2 separate regions of the Sus scrofa genome follow, and region 2 is linked to region 1. Evidence: chromatin contacts called from public HiChIP or PLAC-seq data. All regions are on one chromosome and are shown on one strand. The core of a region is the stretch at or near the end of the contact, and the rest is flanking DNA. Distances in the headings are between cores, read along the strand shown.

Evidence for each region. HiChIP or PLAC-seq counts read pairs in DNA pulled down with a chosen protein or histone mark.
Region 2: an H3K27ac HiChIP or PLAC-seq map of alveolar macrophages shows a contact between it and region 1, with 4 times the contacts expected there. The contact joins the enhancer-like site here to the promoter of MYO1D in region 1. A contact is called at or near these places in 4 of 5 promoter capture datasets (fetal liver, fetal skeletal muscle and liver), 22 of 47 Hi-C or Micro-C datasets (adipocytes, alveolar macrophages, brain and 14 more) and 2 of 2 datasets of contacts at active chromatin or transcription factors (alveolar macrophages and skeletal muscle).

What each region holds. Positions count from the first base shown.
Region 1 is chr12:42,115,712-42,122,306 of Sscrofa11.1, reverse strand. MYO1D (unconventional myosin-Id) reads right to left here and starts at 1,934. Exons shown (of 22, transcript XM_021067447.1): 1 at 1,520-1,934. The coding sequence starts at 1,614.
Region 2 is chr12:42,209,101-42,215,868 of Sscrofa11.1, reverse strand. All of the region lies in intron 1 of MYO1D (unconventional myosin-Id), which reads right to left. Among named protein-coding and RNA genes, the nearest start is that of MYO1D, 92 kb to the right of the region's middle. Within about 2 kb of position 5,423, at least 2 of the 83 cell types and tissues checked have an H3K27ac peak or open chromatin away from gene starts, as enhancers often do. A contact at or near this core is called in alveolar macrophages, where this site is marked.

The DNA.
Region 1 (6,595 bases), core at 685-3,184:
CACCTGATAGGTCTTAGGACCCTCCCACCTTAGCTCGGGGAGTACCTGCACGATGCAGAATTCAACTGCAAACACTCTCCTGAGCTTCATCAGGCTCCACAATTGCTCTTAAGATTCAAGACGCACATGTAAAGACTTTGCGACCAATGAGAGCGGAAAGCAAAAAAAGGATGTAAGTGCTGGAAACTCTTAGAGATTATTTACAAATTCACACACATCCTCACTGGCTCAAGGTCACCTGTGGCAGGCAGGTGTAGACCTCAGGTCTGTGCCCCTGCTCTTTACTCTGGGGCATAATGAGACCTGACCAAGAGCAGGTGAAGGCTATGGGGGTTGCAATTTCAAAGATTAAAGGTTTTGAAATTCTTAAAGTTAACAAGTTAACATTGCTTAAAGTTATTAACAGGTTAAAGTTCTTAAAGTTAACACTAACAAGTGGGGTTAGTGAAGCACCCAAACCCAGATGAAGATTTTCACTTTATGAGCTTTTGGAGTGATATGTAGCTAGAAACCCTACCAGAAATGGGGCCAGAACCTTCAGGAAACACACACACACCCAAAAACTCGGCTATGTGGAAACTCCACTTACTGTAATGTTTTCTTTAAAAAAAAAAAAAAAACCAAAAAGTCAACCCACTTTAAAGCTCTGCTTACGTAGTACTCCATCAGGAGTGAAATAATCATATGGAGAAGCCTTTCTAAAACAGATATAGTCCTGGACGCCCATTCCGGAGCGCTGAGTTGTGACTGCATTCTCAAGGATGTCAGTAACACAAGAGCTCCGTCCACACTCCTCGAAAAAAACCGAAACCATGAATGCCTTGTCAAATTCAGACAGTTTATCTTGGCACTGGCAAGCAGAGCCGTCTCTTCGATGTCTGGAAACGTGTCTAATTACGTTGAGAGAGTAACTAAAAAATAACCAGTATCCCGGAACAGACAGCTCAGGGATCATTCCCTAGCATCCTGAATGACGCGATGGAACCACGCCAGGAAATAAATAAATAAATAAATAAATAAAGCAGAAAAAGAATCAAGGGTGAAACCGGGATGAGACCCCAGCCTCTCTCCAAAACAACCCTTCCCTCTTCCCAGGGCCTGGGGGCCGCCGCGACTCTCCCTAAAGTTTTTATTTCCCTTTACTTTTGTTTCCATTAGGTCACCCGGCCCGCCCACATCATTTACCTGGGGCAGGGCACCAGCCTGCCAGGCTCCAAGCGCAGCCTCTAGCTCGGCACGCCCCTGATCCCCCCTACCCTCGTCGGGACAGCACCCTAGGACACCCCCCCTCCACCTCTGGAAGGCCAGGAGCTCGGCACGCCCCTTCCACTCCAATGCGACCGCACCCCAGGGCGTGCTCTCAGATATCGGGCTCAATGGACCCTGGACACCCCACGGCCGCACTCCATCCCTCCCGCTCTGCGCACCCGGGACACCCCCAACCCGGCCGCACCGCAGGGGCTCCCCCTCTCGGGAAAGCGCAGGCTCGCGCCAGTGCGCACAGCCGCTCCGCCCTCACCTGAGCCGGAGGTTGGCCATGAACTCGGGCATGGAGACGGTGTCCATCAGCACGAAGTCCGCCTTCCCGAACTCCAGGCTCTCCTGCTCCGCCATGGCGCCGGCGCACGGGTTCAGGTGGGCACGGATGGGCTCAGGTGGGCGCGCTCGGGCGGCGGGGGTCGGTCCGGGGGCGCGCGGCGAGCTCGGGCAGTGCCGGGGCGGGGCGCGGGGAAGGGGGCTCCGCGGCCTCTCGATGGGTCTGGACGGGACGGAGGCGGCCCGGCTGCTCCTCGGCGCGTTCTCGTCCGGCGCGGCGCACCCGGCAGTTTCCGCTTCTCCAGTGGCGGCTGCCCGGCACTGTTGGGGATGGGACAAGACCGAGACGGCGGCGGCTGGTCCCGCCTCTGGCCTTGGTCTGGCCCCCGGCCCCGCTGCCACCCGCTCCGCCCCCGCCCCGCCCCGCCCCGCCCCGGCCCCTCCGCCCCGCCCCGCCCCGGCCCCTCCGCCTCGCCCCACCGCCGAGAGCCGCCCCCGCCGCGGCTCAGGCCACCGCCTCCTCACCTGGGCCGCGCGCACGCGCGGGGCGGCCGGCGGGGGCGCGCTCTAGGCCGGGCCTCCGCTGCGGGGCGGCAGCGCCCCCTGGGGGCCGGCGCTGGTAGCTCAGGGGCGGTGCCAAGGAGTGCGGACGTAGGAGGGTGGGTGGAATCAAGTTTCCAGCGTTGTCGCCTCCGCCTGGGCTTGGTAGATGCCAGCAAAGTTCCAGAAGTAACTCATGGAGCTTGTCCAGTGGATAATTCATTCGGATTCTGTCCTGCCGCGAAGCCCTCTTCTGCAATTCTGCTCACACCCTCTCATCCTTAAAATGATGGTTCACGCTCAGACTGAGACATAGTAACATGTTGGGTCTACGAAAAGGGTCCAGAGCTTTTCTAAGGGACCTAAAGGACGTGAGTAAACTCGCCGCATGGCTAGGAAAAGGGGAAGCTGCAATTTCACCTAGGTCATTTGACTAATGAGCCCTGCTCTCCTCCTCCAGTGTTCCATGATCTATTTTCCCTCCTTCTCACCTGAGCATGGTCATCAAACATTACCTTATATTAAGTTTTTAATCTATGTATGTATCATCTCCCTGGGATTATTGTAGGCTTCTTGAGCATAAGACTGTGACCTGAACTTCTCCAGAACCCCCTTAGCACTCACCAAGGAGCTATGGTCCTGCCTTGCATGTATATATGAAACACAGTGATTTGAAACACAGTGATATGAAACAGTGATTTGATGGAATGGAGTGAGTAGCAAGTGATCTGCAATTTGTAGATACATCGGTGGACCCTAGAAAATTCTTTTGGAACCTAGGCTGCATTTTCCCAGTGAAAATCTATTATAAATGGCTTTCTAAGGCAGCTGTACCTCTTCAGTCCAGAGATTCCTTTGGGAGCCTCTTCTACTCCAAAATCTGCTAAAAAATCTAGAAGCCCCCAAAGACTTGGCTGGAATCCAGTACTGTAGCTGCATGTGAGATGAGTAAAGCAGACCTAAGGACCCTGCTTATGGTCTGCTTCAGCTGCCAACAATCCATCCTAGCCGAGGGAGAGCGAGAAGACAGCTTGATCACCTCCCAAGGGAGCAGGTCTGCCATCAGAAAGCATCTTACTCTCTGGCCAGGCAGAGCTGAGTTGCAGTCTGATCACTGTTAGCAGCTCTCCTTATTCAGAATTCACCTCCCTGAATCTCAGTGTCTTCCTTCTTGGCATAAGACCTCTGGGCCAGACACTTTCCAAGGGAAGGAAGCCTGTCCTTTGCTTGGGTCATTTGTGTGGGTGGGTCAGTGGCCAAACAAGTGATTTGCATAGAGTGTGGTATACTCCTAAAATGTGTGTATCGGTGCATTTGAACATAAAATAAAGCTCAATTTCAAAAAGAAAAAAAAAAGACATCTCAAATTCTGTGCAATTTGGAGCAACCAGGGACCACGCTTCCTGGAAATGATCATTGGAAAATGGATGTATGTGTGTGTGTGTGTGTTCCCTGAGCCCTGGGGTTGTCAGAGCAAAGTGGTTGTCTGGTGGGTGGGGTTTATGATGGGACACAGCCATGGTTTTCAAATGGCCAAAGCAAGGGAACTCTTTATGTTAAGCAGTATCATCTACAGGAGCCTAATGTATAAAACATATACACAACATATGCAGAGGGTATTTTATCATTTTATAATTACTATAAAAGCAGACAATGAGACCAATGAGGCTCTTTTAACGAACCCAGATCTGTCCAAAGGGGCTCCCTGTCACCTTCAATCAGCCTCAGGATTTCAATTTACTTCTGTACAGTGTTTTGGATGTACTGTCCTGATTTTTGGATGTCCTGATTTTTCATGGCCAAGCAGTGATTTGTTACTCATACAATTTTACATCCATCCTTTAGAAAGGCCAATGCACAGCTACACTCTTACTAACCAGTGACACGGTTACAGGAAGTTCCCATATGTTTAGAGATGGCAGGAGAAACTAAACACTGAGGTCTGCAAGCAAACAAGGTAACACAGAGCCACTTAGCTCACTATTAATCTCCTTGGTGATAAAAACTCGGATATACACACATGGGGATGTGTAGGTTTGTGTTACAGTTTAAAACATAGTCAAAACCAGAAGTTCCCTTGTGTGCAGCGGGTTAAGGATCCCTGAGTTGCTGCAGCTGTGGCAAAGGTCGCAACTGTGACACAGTTTGATCCCTGGCCCAGGAACTTCCACTGGCTGCGGGTGCAGCCACCACCAAAATAAAAGTTAACCTTACCAGTAAGGAGACGCAGTGGCATCACTGAGTGATGCGATGGGTGAAGTGATTTCCTGAGAAAGGAGAACGTCCCTTACCTGCTAAAAATGTATCCACTGAATCTCATCACAAGGAAATATCAACAAATCCACATTAAGGGACAGTCTATAAAACAATAGATTTGTATTCTTGAAAATCTCAATGTCAAGAAGACCTGGCACTAGTCCAGGTTAAAGGACCCCCCCCCCAAAAAAAAAGACATCATAGCCAAAGGCACTGTGTGACCTGGACTGGGTCTCAGACCAGAAAAATGCAAAGGACGTTGTTGGGACAATCGATGACACTGGAAAACACACTGTGTATCAGATAGCAGCATAGCAGCACTGTTAGATTTTCTGGAGATACCTTCTAAAGTATTTGGGGGTAAAGAGTATGATGTCAAATTGTTCGGCAAAGATGATGATGATAACAGTGGGTGGATATATAGGTAGAAAGAAATGGAGTCAAGTATAATTAAAAATTTTTAGGAGTTCCCGTCGTGGCTCAGTGATTAACGAATCCGACTAGCAACCATGAGGTTGTGGGTTCGATTCCTGGCCTTGCTCAGTGGGTTAAGGATCCAGTGGGGTAGGTCTCAGATGCAGCTCGGATCCCGCGTTGCTGTGGCTCTGGCGTAGGCCGGTGGCTACAGCTCCGATTGGACCCCTAGTCTGGAAACCTCCCATATGCCCAAGAAATGGCAAAAAGACAAAAAAAAAAAAAAAAAAAAAAAATTAAAAGAAAGAAATGTGTAAAGCAAATTAGCAAAATGTTACGTGTTAGTGGATAGTGTTAAAGAATATATGGGAGCCAGTTCTTTGTTTTGGTTTTTTGGGGTTTTTTTTTTTTTTTGCACTCTTCTTGCAGTTTTTCTGTAAGTTTGAAATTATTTCCAAATAAAAAGTTAAGGACTTCTCGCTGTGGCACAATGGCTTAAGGATCCGTCTGCAGTGGTTCTGGTCTCTACAGAGGCACCAGTCTGATCCCTGGCCCGGTGCAGTGGGTTAAGGATCTGACACTGCTGCCACTGTGGCATAGGTCACAACTGCAGCTCAGATTCAATTCCGGGCCCAGGCAACTTCCATGTACCACAGGACCCCTCCCCCCTAAAAAAAAAAAAAAAAAAAAAAAAAAAAAAAATAATATAAAACTGTTGTAAAATTTTTAAAGGTTTGTTTTTAAGAACTCACATTGTAATAATCTATAATGAAAATAATTTGAAAGAAGCACATATATATACACATATGTACGTGTTATGTACAGGTATACATACATATGTACATATACATACATCACTTTGCTGTGCACCTGAAACTAACGCACCATTCTAAATCAACTGTACTTAAAAGAAAAAAGACAGGCAGGCAGGCAGGTATCACTTAGAAATGAGCGTCACATCAGAAGTTTGCAGTCATCTCAGAACTGGAAAACCAGGCCACGCTTTGAAAGCCGGGTTACAGACTCTCTGCCAACTCCAGTTGCCATAGATGTGCCAGGAGATTATAAACACTGAATCCATAACTCTACAGCCAAAAATAATTTGAATAATTTTTGATAATACATATTAAACATTTATATATTTTGTATAATTTAAGTAATTTAATGTTTACCTTAGTTGTCAAATCCGCCCCCAGAGGATCCAACCTGTTCTCAGCCTGTTCTCTACTTCCTCCCTCCACTCTCAGCCTCAACATCACTTCCTCCAGGAGGGCGTCCAGATCTCCTAAGTCAGGGTTGGCTATCCTTCCTTTGTACCCCCAAGCACCCTGGAAGTGTCCTCCTCGTTACAGGCTGAATGCACTTGAACGAACCTATTGTCCATCTCATGAGACCGTCAGGGCCATGAGGGCTGGAAGCTCCGTCTCTTCTGTTCTTGGCTGTAACTCTGGCACCTCATGGCACAGCGCCTAGTATGTGAAGCTCTTAGTAGACACCTGCTTGATCGATCCAGATGGAATGGTCTGTGACTCTATGGGTTTTGTGAGATGGGAAATCCACCCTCTTTGGTAGATTTTCTGCATTAAAATCAGTTCTTTGGGCCGCATTGACCTCATTCTTGTCTCCTGCCCTTGGAAGCCAGTCTCAGGGCTGTGTTCACTTCTCTCCTGGGGCCAGGCCGGCACCCTGTCTGCTCACACTGGACAAAAGCTGTTGATCTGAAAAACCCTTCTGCAGTGGACACTTGCTGCAGAGATCTGCTGTGGGTTATCCGTGAAAACCCAACCTCTGAAATTTCCCCAGCAAATATATGCTCCCTTTGTTTCCCTTTGCCAGAATGCTTCTGGGC
Region 2 (6,768 bases), core at 4,174-6,673, 90 kb before region 1:
TGCGTTAGCGTAAGATAGTAAAAGCGTGTGCCACGACGGCAAAGATGATCACGACGAACTCCTGTGGACGAGGAACCCTCAGGGGTGTTACACAAAGAGCAGGGCCCACGGCTCTCCTGTTGATCTGGCCCCCACGTTTCTCTTCACTGACGCCCCTAAGTGCTCACAGCATTTCCACCCGTCAAACCCACTCCCACCCCCAGCCCACGTCACTCCTGCTCTCACCTGAATGAGCTATTTAGAGTTCCCAAGGCCACCATGCCTTGGTGGCTTGCCCCTGGGGTCCATTCTGCTTAGAACTCCCTTCCCCACCTTGCCTCTTCCTCCCCCGTCTTTATAAGCCCCAGCATCAGCTCCTCCGGGAGGCCACTCTCGGCACCCCATCTCTAACACTAGGACTAGGGTCTTTGCTCTGTTCAGTTTCTTTTTTTCCCCTTTGAAACTTGCCAAATAGAGAAAATAGCTTCACAGAAATTGATTTTTTTCTTTTTCTTTCTTTCGTTGTTTTGGGGGGCCAAACCTGAAGCATATGGACGTTCCCAGGCTGGGGGTCGAATCAGCGCATCTGCAACCTACACCACAGCTCACGGCAACACCAGATCCTTAACCCACTGAGGCCAGAGATTGAACCCACGTCCTCACAGAGACGGTGTTGGGTCCACAACCCGCTGAGCCACAACAGGAACTCCCTGATTTTTAAAGCTGAATTTCTTTAAGAGGTTTATTAAAAGTACTTATGGAAGGGGCTGGGTATTTTCACTGGCTTCTGAATGAAACAAGGAGATTCTAAAAAGTTTTTGAATTCATGAGTAGCAATGGAGAAAATACAAAGGTTATGCCTTTGGGAAACAAGAGTCTTTTGTACACAAATCCCGAAACATTTATTTAAAAAAAAACAAAACACAGCCTTGTTAATTTGCACATGTGCTTATACAAAAGGTGACCTACAGCAGGAACCTGAGACAGACGCAGCTCCCTGAGAGCAGAGGCAGACTATGGGCAACCCTGCAGAGAAGATGACACTGGGGGCGGCGGCGGCGGGGGCCACACACGCAAAACTGTAATGAAGATAATGACGTGCTAGCTGTGAACATGAACTTAAGATGAACTTGAGCATGGAGGCAGAACCATGTGGCCAGATGAGAAGTACGGGAAGGAGGCTGGCTGAACCAGAGCAGAAAACTTGTGGTAAGGAAAGTCAGGCAACAGCTGGATGAGCAGGAGGGAGTCCGACTTGATAAGATAGGCTTTTTTTTTTTTAGAGCCGCACCCACGGCACATGGAGGTTCCCAGCCTAGGGGTCGAATCAGAGGTGTAGTTGCCAGCCACAGCCACAACCACGGCCAGGTGTTTTTTAAACATTAAAAAAATTTTTTTTTTTTTTAATTTTTAGTATGGAAGTTCCCAACCTGGGGGTCAAATTGGAGCAGCATCTGCGACCTACACCACAGCTCATGGCAACGTCAGATCCTTAACCCACTGAGCGAGGCTAGGGATCGAACCTGCATTCTCATGGACATTACCTTGGGTTCTTGACCTGCTGGGCCGCCAGGGGAATTCAACTTATGATGAGAACTTTTAAGGTCTACTCTCTTAGTCACCTTCAAATACGCCAGAGCGTATTATTAAAATGTGGCCATGCTGTACACGACAACCCCATGACTTATTATATGACTGGAGGTTTGGACCTTTTGCTTCCCTTCCCCCATTTACCAGCCCTCTGCAATCATCCTGTTCTCTGTATCTATGCACTTAGGGGAAGGTTGTTTTTTTGTTTTACTTTTTACTTTCCGCATATAAGTGAGCTAGTATAGCATTTGCTTTTCTTGCTGACTTATTTCATTTAGCAATAATGTCCTCATTTCACAAGTGGCAAAAATTCCTTTTTAATGGCTGAATAATATTCCATTGTATGTATATGTACCACATTTTACCCATTCATCCATGAATGGACACTTAGGTTATTTTCTGATATGACAGTTTTGAAAACCAGCTTGAGGAAGTCTACATTTGATGTGACTGGAAATAAGAGAAAAGGTCAAGCCTTTTCTAGCTCAAAAGAGCAATGAGGAGTTCCCATTGTGGCTCAGTGGTTAACGAATCCGACTAGGAACCATGAGGTTGCGGGTTCGGTCCCTGCCCTTGCTCAGTAGGTTAACGATCCGGCGTTGCCGTGAGCTGTGGTGTAGGTTGCAGACGCGGCTCGGATCCCACGTTGCTGTGGCTCTGGCGTAGGCCGGTGGCTACAGCTCCAATTTGACCCCTAGCCTGGGAACCTCCATATGCCGCGGGAGCAGCCCAAGAAATAGCAAAAAGACAAATAAATAAATAAATAAATAAATAAATAAATAAATGAATGAATGAATGAATAGCAATGAGTCCAGCCCTCAGTGAAGGGAATGATGGTAGAAACGCAGGAAAGAGAAATTCAAGCTGTTTCAAAGGGAAAGTGGGCAGACTTTGAACACTTTCTGAACCCGTAGGACAAAAATACATTTAACTTTTGAGCTGGGCGGAAGAGAAAAAGGAATTTATTTCAGATGATGCGATTCCAAGATGTACTGTTGAGGATTCTAAGGGCACCCACTCAGAGAATTCAGTGTTGCCCTTTATTTTCTTAAACTATATGGAATCAATTACCACCAGGAGGAAAACTCTCTGTGGAATAGCCTGCTATGTATGTGATACAATTTATATTCATGAATAAATAGTACTTATTTCTTTCTCTCTCTCTCTCTCTCTTTTTTTTTTTTTTTTTTTTTTGCTTTTTAGGGCTGTACCCACAGCTCATAGAGGTTCCCAGGCTAGAGGTCGAATCAGAGCTGCAGCTGCCGGCTTGCACTACAGCCACTGCAATGCAGGATCCAAGCCGTGTCTGTGACCTACACCACAACTCACAGCAATGCCAGATCCTTAATCAGTTCCTTAACCCACTGAGCGAGGCCAAGGATCGAACTTGCAACCTCATGATTCCTAGTTGGATTCGTTTCCGCTGCGCCACAACGGGAACTCCAAATAGTACTTATTTCTTTCATGAAGACATACCCTTTTAAATAGGTGATGCTTAACCTCATTGATTTGGCCCGTTTTCTTTCCTTTTTCAGTGCGAATGAAATCTTAAGCTGCTATGAGTGCCCCTACTTCTCAGGACAGGTGGTCACCCACACAAGCCATGTCTTTGTCTCCCAGTATCTCCTCAAGCAACTCCAATCTGGGTTCCTCTCAAGCACTTCTTCAGACCTTGATCAAACTTCCCAAAGTAAGTTCCCCATGAAACGGCTAAATCCATCAGTCTTCGCTGGTTTCCCAGCAGCATCTGACACTGACCCCCGTTGCCCCCTCTCTTCTCCTGGCTTCCACGAGGTCACAGACTCGGGGTTTTCCTCCTCTGCCTCCTCTGCCAGCTCCTCTCTCCCAGTGTTCTCTAAACACTCAAGCTCTCCAGGGTTGAGTCCAATACCCACTTCAAATACCACCAGAGTGGCGTCCATTTAAGGGGCTACACCAAGGCTAGCTTCGCCCTACTCTACCCACTGGAAATCGACAAGTCAGAACAAACCCAGCAAACTTGGCCTCAGAGGAAACAGAAAACCAGCTACAACTCTGAAACACAAGCTATGAAGAAAGGTTGCGAAGCCCTGGGAAGCTGGACCTCAAGGAGGGAAGCTGCTCAGAGCCGAGCGTGTGCCTCAGACGCAGCCAGGCATGGGAGCAAGTTCTGCAGGGGGCGCTCAGATCCAGAGTGGCCCAGCAATGCTCTTTGGATCCGAACAGCAGGGTCTTGGGATGCAGGTGGCTGTGGAACAAAACGAGCCCCAAGTGACACTTCTCAACAGCTGCAAGATGGTGCTAAGGGAAGGTATGAGTAGGAATTACATTTTTGCAAAAAAGCAGGCTGTCAGAGTGGTGAGACAAAAAAGAAAGAGTAGGTGCAACTGCCCTTCGGCAGATGACCTTCATACATGAAAAGGGAAAATAATACCAACTCACTTGCCAGGAGTCTCACAGCATACGGGTGGGACATGTTTGCGAGTCAGGCAAACTTCTTGCCGTTTCAGGACAAAGTGTTGGTGAGAGAAGGTCTAAAAACCTCAGCGATATACTGGTCCTTCTGCATACGATCTTTCAGCAACTAACCCACCCCACATGGAACACACCTAATGCAAAGATGGCAATAACCAAAAGTGAACCAGGACGGCGCCCAGGATAAGATGTTACAGGAAAGACACGGGCCAAGAATTCGACAGACAAAAAGGAGACCCAGAATACCTATGGAGGGGAAAAAGTGTCATAAAGGAGAAAACGATGAAAAAACATTTCTGCATGAAAATAAAGAATGTAAAGAAAATAGAGCCCCATAAACCAAGAGATCAAAGAAAACATTGTTTAAAAGGAGAGAAATCTGGAGTTCCCAGGTTGCAGGTACAGCCTGGATTTGATCCCTCGCCCGGGAATGTCTGTGCTTTGGGGGCAGCCATAAAACAAAAAAAGAGAAATACTTAAATTTTTTTTCAAGGAGATAAACTGCAAGAGCTCAAGAAAAAAAAAAAAAACAAAAACCCTGAGAAATGAAGACCACATTAAAAGCCATCAAAGGAGGAATGGACACTGCTGAAAACAGCCAGGGAGAAGAAGAAGAGGTGGAGAAAAGTAAGCAAAAAAAAAAATGGGAAAACAAAAGTAGAAAAAAAGGAAATTATAGAAGTGAGAGATACTGCAGATCACATAATTGGTGTTCCTTAGGCTTTAGTATATGACAATGGTGACACCTCAAATTAGCAAAAAAAACAAAACAAACAAACAAACAAAACCCCAATAATAAATGTCAATACATAGTGTTAAAAAATGAGCCAGTCACCCAAAAACAAACAAAAAACCAGACTATTATTAGTGTGATGACTTGAATTGCTTTTCCCCCCAAAAGGTATGATCAAGTCCTAATCCTTGGTACCCAGGAAGGGGCCCTCATTTGGAATTAGGGTTTTTGCAGATGTCATGAAGGTGGGCCCTCATCCGATATGACCAGCCTTCTCCCGAGAAGAGGAAAAAGCCTCAAGACACAGACAGACAGGAGGACACCATGTGATCAAAGAGGCAGATGCAGCTACACCTGGAATGCCAGGGTTTGATGGTCACCGCTGGAAGCCAGAAAGAGGCAAAGAAAGGCTTCTCTGCAGGTTTCAGAAGGAGTCTGGCTGGCTGACACCAGACTTCAATCCTTGAGACAATACCTGCCCACTGTTTTAAGCCACCCTGTTCGTGGTCATGTGTTAACAGCAACTCTTGGAAACTGATGCAACTAGTCATACCCCAATGAATTCCATGAAAATATGTCTCAATTTCACTTACATTTAAGGAAAGGCAAATCAACCATGTGATGCAATTTTTTCACCAATAGGTCAAGAGTTTTATGAACAATGTTAGCAAGAATATGAAGTCACATACATCACAGATACCATCGTAATGGGCCTGACCCCTTTCAAGCTCCACACAGCAGGAGGCATGATCTTAAAAACAGAAGTCTAACTGCTTATTCCTATCCTTACATCTTTTCAGTGGAAAACTTCAATGTCAGACCAATCTGATATCCAGATATTGGCTCATCTCAGGCCAGCTACCCCTGGTTGCTGTGTGCTCTGGTTGACCATAAAACAAGTTTCTTTCTCCAGCTAAACTGCCCCCCTCCCCTATCATCTCACACTAGTTTGTTTCCTTTATACGATTTGCTACAAGCAGTTTCTCGTTTGCTTGGGTTGTTTTTTGGTTTTTTGTTTTCCTTTTTAAGGCTGCACTTGAGGCACATGGAGGTTCCCAGGCTACGGGTCGAATTGGAGCTCTAGCTGCCGGCCTACACCACAACCACAGCAATGCAGGATCCAAGCCGCATCTGTGACCTACCTACACCGCAGCTCTCAGAAAAAAACCAGATCTTTAACCCACTGAGCCAGGCCAGGGATCAAACCCACATCCTCATGGATACTAGTTGGGTTCTTAGCCTGCGGAGCCACAGTGGGAACTCCCTTGTTTCCTTGTTTACTGTCGGTCTCCAGGGTAACAGAGACCATATCTACGTTGCTCACTGCTTTATCTTCAGCATGTGAGATGGTCCTGGGCCTTACAGGGGATGGTTAAATATTTGGTGAATGAAAAAATAAAGGAACAAATAAATGAGTTCCTGCAGCCCATCTCCAATCTCTCAGGAAATGGTTTTGCCTTCCACTGACAGAGAAAATCCAAGCTATCAGGAGTGCCAAACTTTAAATCACCTGCCATCATTACCATTTTTTTCCCCATTGATATATTCGGTTTCACTTTTCTTATTTCCTTGTGATTTTCAAAAACTGGGGAAGGGGTGTTAAATATAGCAAGATGTCACCTAGTTACAAAAGGGGCCATATCCCCATGTTCCAATATAAAATCATCTTTCCCTTCAATGTGGGAAACGTCACACAATCTAGACATAAAGCGTAATTTTTACTCCAGGAAAATATAATTGAATGGTACCTACTCCAACCAAGACAGGCTTTTCACTACCAGTGAAAAGGAAATGACGAAACCTGTGGGGGGTGACTTAGAATTGGAGGCATCAGGACAAACTCGCGGATCCTGGGGGGAAAGGTGGGGGCGGGGTGTGTGCACACAGACGTTTCCAGCTCCGTCTTCGGTGAGAGCTGAGACGCAATGGTACCCCAATGTTGGCTTGTATACACCCAGCTTCTTAACTAAAAGGACCCAGGGCTTCCTGAAGAAAAGCTGATTCCAGAGCTG